Regions from separate parts of the Mus musculus genome. Here region 2 is linked to region 1. Evidence: chromatin contacts called from public Hi-C data. All regions are on one chromosome and are shown on one strand. Each heading gives the region's core, a stretch centred on a gene start, on an enhancer-like site or on the middle of the called end of the contact. The rest is flanking DNA. Distances are from core to core; before and after follow the strand shown. Region 1 holds the start of Cby3 (chibby family member 3). Region 2 overlaps Maml1 (mastermind like transcriptional coactivator 1).

The links. Hi-C and Micro-C count contacts between places; a contact is called where the count stands out from the background.
Region 2: a contact with region 1 is called in a Hi-C map of bone marrow-derived macrophages, with 65 read pairs. The contact joins the enhancer-like site here to the promoter of Cby3 in region 1. A contact is called at or near these places in 20 of 39 promoter capture datasets (the 3T3-L1 cell line, the C10 cell line, the HPC-7 cell line and 12 more), 4 of 15 datasets of contacts at CTCF or cohesin (CD8 T cells, the G1E-ER4 cell line, large pre-B cells and 1 more), 72 of 484 Hi-C or Micro-C datasets (the AML12 cell line, B cells, the BV-2 cell line and 42 more), 11 of 115 datasets of contacts at active chromatin or transcription factors (the HPC-7 cell line, astrocytes, bone marrow-derived dendritic cells and 6 more) and 4 of 9 other capture datasets (adipose tissue, embryonic stem cells, liver and 1 more).

What each region holds. Positions count from the first base shown.
Region 1 is chr11:50,356,477-50,359,176 of GRCm38.p6, forward strand. Cby3 (chibby family member 3) reads left to right here and starts at 1,285. Exons shown (of 2, transcript NM_029691.1): 1 at 1,285-1,327; 2 at 2,564-2,700. It overlaps Mir804 (microRNA 804), which reads right to left and starts at 1,403; the gene lies at 1,309-1,403.
Region 2 is chr11:50,274,686-50,277,385 of GRCm38.p6, forward strand. All of the region lies in intron 1 of Maml1 (mastermind like transcriptional coactivator 1), which reads right to left. Among named protein-coding and RNA genes, the nearest start is that of Maml1, 16 kb to the right of the region's middle. Within about 2 kb of position 1,361, at least 144 of the 459 cell types and tissues checked have an H3K27ac peak or open chromatin away from gene starts, as enhancers often do. A contact at or near this core is called in the AML12 cell line, B cells, the BV-2 cell line and 18 more, where this site is marked.

The DNA.
Region 1 (2,700 bases), core at 35-2,534:
GTGCCACAGCCTATAGGCTGGAGCTGCTCAGGAGACTAAGATGGGAGGAGGATCACTTAGGCCTAGGAGATTTGAGCCAGCTTAGGCTAACAAAGTGAGATCAGGTCTCCAAAAACCCAAGTAAGGGGCCTGAGATGGCTCAGTGAGGGAGGGGCCTGCTGCACAAGCCTGAGACCCTGAGTGCAGAACCCCAGTTCTCATGGGATTGAGTGAGTGTGGCAGCCTGCATCTCTAACCCCAGTGCTGACACGGGACACTGACACACACAATCTGCAGGGTACAGCAATGTCTGTCTGGAACTTAAGGGAGAGACAGAATGAGTAAGATCCCTCTGCCCTATCTTCATTAATACAACACATGACTTTCATAGCTGGCCAGAAGTCGAGTGGTACCCAACTCCCACCTTGTTCACAGAGTGCATCTCTGGGAGCTCTCTCTCACCTTTGATGTCACTACAACTCCAAGAAGACACTTCCCTGGCAAAGGTGGGGGTAGAAGATCCCTACAGCTTTTTGGCCAGCTGGCCTTTTGACTCTGCTAACTCCAGGTTCAGTGAGACTCTGACTCAAAAAATAGGGTGGAAGACCAGGCAGGTTGGTGCACTTTTGATCTCAGCACTCTAAGGCAGAGCAAGTGGATCTCTGTGAGTCTGAGGCCAGCCTGGTCTACAGAGCTAGTTCCAGGATAGCCAGGACTCCATAAAGATACCCTGCCTTTATGTTTATAATAAGTAAACAAACAAGTAAGGTGAAGAGTGATCAAGAAGATACTGGAGGTTAGCTTTTGGCCAGAGGTCACACTACCCATACTCCCACCTTCCACATAGAAGCCAGAAACATATGATTATAATCCGGCTGGAAGGCTAAGGCAGGAAGCAGGCAGATCCCTTTGTTGTTGTTTTGTTTTGTTTTTCCAGATAGGGTTTCTCTGTGTAGCCCTGGCAGCCTTGAACCAGGCTGGCCTCGAACTCTTGAAACCCACCTGCTGCCACTGACTGGCTCAGGAGGATTCTTACTAGCCTGGGCTACAGGGTAACCTGGGCTATCCTGTCTCAAAAGGACCTAAATCAAAACAAAGATTTAAACAAAATGAGGGGTGCGATTTTATGATTGAACGTCTTCCCTCCCCCAGAACAGTGCCTGGAGCACAGTCAATGCTCCGGAAACTTCCCGTAACTGAACACACTTCACTGTCTACACCACCTCTACCCTAGGAGGCCTGGCAGGGAGGCATTGTGAGTCACAGCTGGCAGACAGGTGGGTGCCATAACCCAGAAATGGGGCCAGGCCTGGGACAGCAGCTTGGGCACCGCCACCACATCTTCCAGGTGAGGAACAACTCACAAGGAATGTCAGGAAACAGTCTACTGGGGAAGTTGTAACCTCAAAGATGGATGTGTAGGGACTTCCAGAGACTCGCTCCATGAGTTAAATCAGGGGGTGGGGGAGAACACCTGTCTCTGCCCACCTGCACAATTCTGTTGGGTTTAATGAAGGTGTGGCAAAGGAAACCCGACAGCAGTTTTCACTCCTGCCCTCGATGGCAGGAGAGGTATTTGAAAAACCACACTGTAGAATCAGCACTTTATAGGTGTTGTGAGAAGAGTTAGGAAGCAAGTAAGATGGGTTCTGGTAGTTATCTGGGCTTTAGATTCCTATCAGTAGTTGGCTAGGAACAAAAGTTAACTCTAGTGTGCAGCATTCTAGTTACTTGAAAGCTAAGTATGGGTCTAGGCTAAGGCACCTACCTGTCTGTCCTATGATGTCATTGATTACACTGGATGTTAATACACGCCTTTCCAGCTGGACCAGGAACATCTTGAGGATAGACAAAGGCTGTGCTTGTGGTATCCTCTGTGCAGGCCAGACCTGGCATGGAGCAGGTGCCAGTGCTAGAATGTGCTAGACATCTCACCAGACAGATGCTCTGCCGAGTTCACACTAACCCTGACTTTGCAGCCATCAGCAGCCTCCCTTAAAGAATGACAACCACAATGTTCAATTTCCCTGTACTGTACCGAAAAATGCCCTCTGGCTCACCTTTCTAGCCTACGTTTCTGCTATTCTCGGAACCAATCCTATTTGTCGGCTCTTTCATGCATCTGGAACATGACAGCCCTTTGCCTCACAGCTGTCAGCAAGAAAAGGCCTGTCCTACTTGCTTGGCTACTGATCTCTACTTGTGGCCCCCTACCTGTGGTCTCTTCCAGCATTTCAGAGAACGTGGTTTCTGGGCCTTTACATTATCTCTTTTTTTGTTTGTTTTTCGAGATAGGGTTTCTCTGTGTAGCCCTAGCTGTCCTGGAACTCACTTTGTAGACCAGGCTGGCCTCGAACTCAGAAATCCACCTGCTTCTGCCTCCCAAGTGCTGGGATTAAAGGCATGTGCCATCACTGCCCAGCCCTACATTATCTCTTACACACCTACATCCTAGATAAAGGGTCCCGGGGAGGTAATTTTGGTGAACACGGCTGGTGTGACTATGCAGGAATGGGCTCCCCTACTAGCCTACAACTGCAGAGTCTAGCCTGAGCAGGCCGCTCACAGGCCATTTGCTTTCCAGCAGTGCCACTGGCTCGCCTTCACCATTCCAGAACATCAGGGTTCCAGACACCCGCGCGCCCCGCGTGGCCCACACCACCTTCACCCTGGAGGCCTTTGAGTGCCTGGCGGCGAGCCAAGCGGGCCGCCTGTGGAAAC
Region 2 (2,700 bases), core at 111-2,610, 82 kb before region 1:
CTTTTAGGAAGAGAACAGGTTTATCAAGTACACTGGTACTGCCTGCCTCCATTGTCCTTAAGTGTTTACTGTGAATTCATTTTAGATTAAGAGGAAACTACAAAAGTAGTATGGAAAGGCCACTCTGTCCAGCAGTCTCTCCCCTTTCTCTTTTAAACTAGCTCATGTAGCCCAGGCTGGCCTTGAAGTTCTTTTAGCTGAGGGTGACTCAACCAACAGAGACACATTCTCAGATCCTGAAGTAGTGTAACTAATGTCTGAAAGATGAGAAGGCCTTATGAGTGGGGAAGGAACTATTTTAGTTAGGCTGAAGACAACTTGGAAGGTTTAGTTTACTTAAAAGAAGTAGGGCTTTCTAGCAAGTTCGAATGCCTTTTTATCATCTTCTTCCTCTTCCTCCTCGATGAGGAACAAGGTGAGTTTCATCTCACCCATGAAGAAATGGCTGTGGGATTCCCACGTCATATCTAGGAACAGTGAGTGATACTGACTGTGTGCTGTGGAGAGAGACATTAGCAGGACATGGCTGGAACATTAATAGCACACCTTATCACTCAGGAAAAGGGAAGCAAGCAAGAGGACAGAAGAAAACAGAGCATAAAGGAGAAAGGCAGGCCAAATACAACAGAAAGGTAAGCACTGTACATGAGCAGCAGACCAGCAATTAGAGGGTCCCTGGTTAAATTCCCTAAGCAGAAGTTACCAGGTGAGGAGGCATAAAGGGTGAGCATGGAGAGCTAATTCCTTCTCAAACTCAGTTTGAAAGGTAGACAGACTGAGTGGTTGCCAGGGACTGAAAGGAGAAGGAAGGAAGGAGGAGGAGGAGGAGGGGGGCTGTAGAAGAGAGGAAGAGCTGAAGGAGATGTAGCATTTCTTACTAGGAACACGTTCTGTAAGTGACGTACAACTGCTCAACTCTATGAATAGACTAGCATGCCCACTGAACTAGGTATCTAAAATGGGAGAATGAGGCAGCATGTGACTACTATCACACTAAAGCTCTTATTTAAAACCGAGGGAGGGGCAGCTAGATGATTCAGTGAGTAAATATGCCTGCTTCCAAGCCTAACAACCTGAGGTTATTCCCCAGAACCCTGGAAGTGCCTTCTGACCCACACACATGCAGCATGTGGGGGTGGGGTGTGTGTGTGTGTGTGTGTGTGTAGAGGCCTGAGGTTGAATTCAGGTATCTTTCTCAATCACTGACCACCTTATCCACTGAGCCAGGGTCTCTCAGGTGACTCCAGACTTCAGTACTCTGACAAGTCCAGCTAAGTGCCCTCGCCCATCTGTCTCTGCTCCACAGTGAGCCCCCACGCTCACCCAGCATGGACTGTGTGCTAGGGAAGCAAATTCAGCTCCTCCCACATGCCCAGCTCATACTTCCTCACTTACCATTGCCCTAGATCCCCTCAGGACTCTGAAGCTCTGTTCAGCTGTCTTCCTGTTTTCTACTGCTGGTGTGGGTCACAAGGGACCCTCTTTCCAGAACTTTGAGATGGCATGACTGACATGGCTCTATTTTACTAACCTAAGTCTGGGCACAGGCACACCCTTTAATGACAGATCATTCCCTGCAGCTGTCAAAATTAAGTTATATAGGTAATTTCCCACTTTATTTTCCTACTGTAATTTCTATTATTCTGATATTGGGACGTCTGCAGTGGTCCTCCAAATTCCACCACCCACCCACCCACCTACCCACCCATCCCCCAATGCCCCAGTTTTTTGAGATAGGGTTTCTCTGTGTAGCCCTGGTTGTACTGGAACTTGCTCTGTAGACCAGACTCCTCAAACTCAAGAGATCCATCTGCCTCTGCTTCTGCCTCTGCCTTCTGGGTACTGGAATTAAAAAGTATGTACCACCATGCCTGCCTCCTTTTCTTCCTTAAAAAAATTGTTTTTTTACATTTGTTTATGTGTTTGTGGGATTGTGTGTGCATGTAGCAAGGCATGTGTGTGGACAACTTGGGGGAGAGTCCAATAGCTCTTTCCCACCATGTGGGCCCTGGAAACTGAACTCAGGTTGTCAAACTTGGCGATATATCCTTATCCACTTTTTCCTTGCCAACTTTTTCCCCTTGGATTTTCCTCTTTTTATTTTTAAGAATTTTTTATTTCTATTTATGTGCGAACATGAATGAATATGTTGGATTGCCTGAAGCTGGAGTCATAGGTGCTTGTGAGCTGCCTGGTATGGGAGCTACAAACCAAACCCAGGTTCTAAGAACAGTACATGTTCTTTTGTTTTGTTTTTGATACACAGTCTTGCTTTATAGCCCAGGCTGGCCTTAATCCTCCTGCTTCTGTACCATGTCTGATTCTCTTTTCAACCTTATTTACTTTATTTATTTATTTAATTTTATTTTTCAAGACAAGATTTCTCTATGTAATGGAGCCCTCCCTGGCTGTCCTGGAACTCAGTTTGTATACCAGGCTGGCCTGGAACTCACAGATTAAAGGCATGCACCACACCCTGAGTATGAATGTTTGCCTGTATGTATGTCTGTGCATCACAAGCATGCAGTCCCATAGGGGCCAGAAGAGGGCATCAGATCACATGGATCTGGAAAAGTAGTTGTGAAGAACCATGTGGTTGCTGGGAATTGAACTTGGATCCTTTGAAGAGCAGCTAAACTGCTGAGCCACTTCTCCTGCCCCCAGGCCTCACTTCTGATATTGTTGGGATTTGCTTCAAAA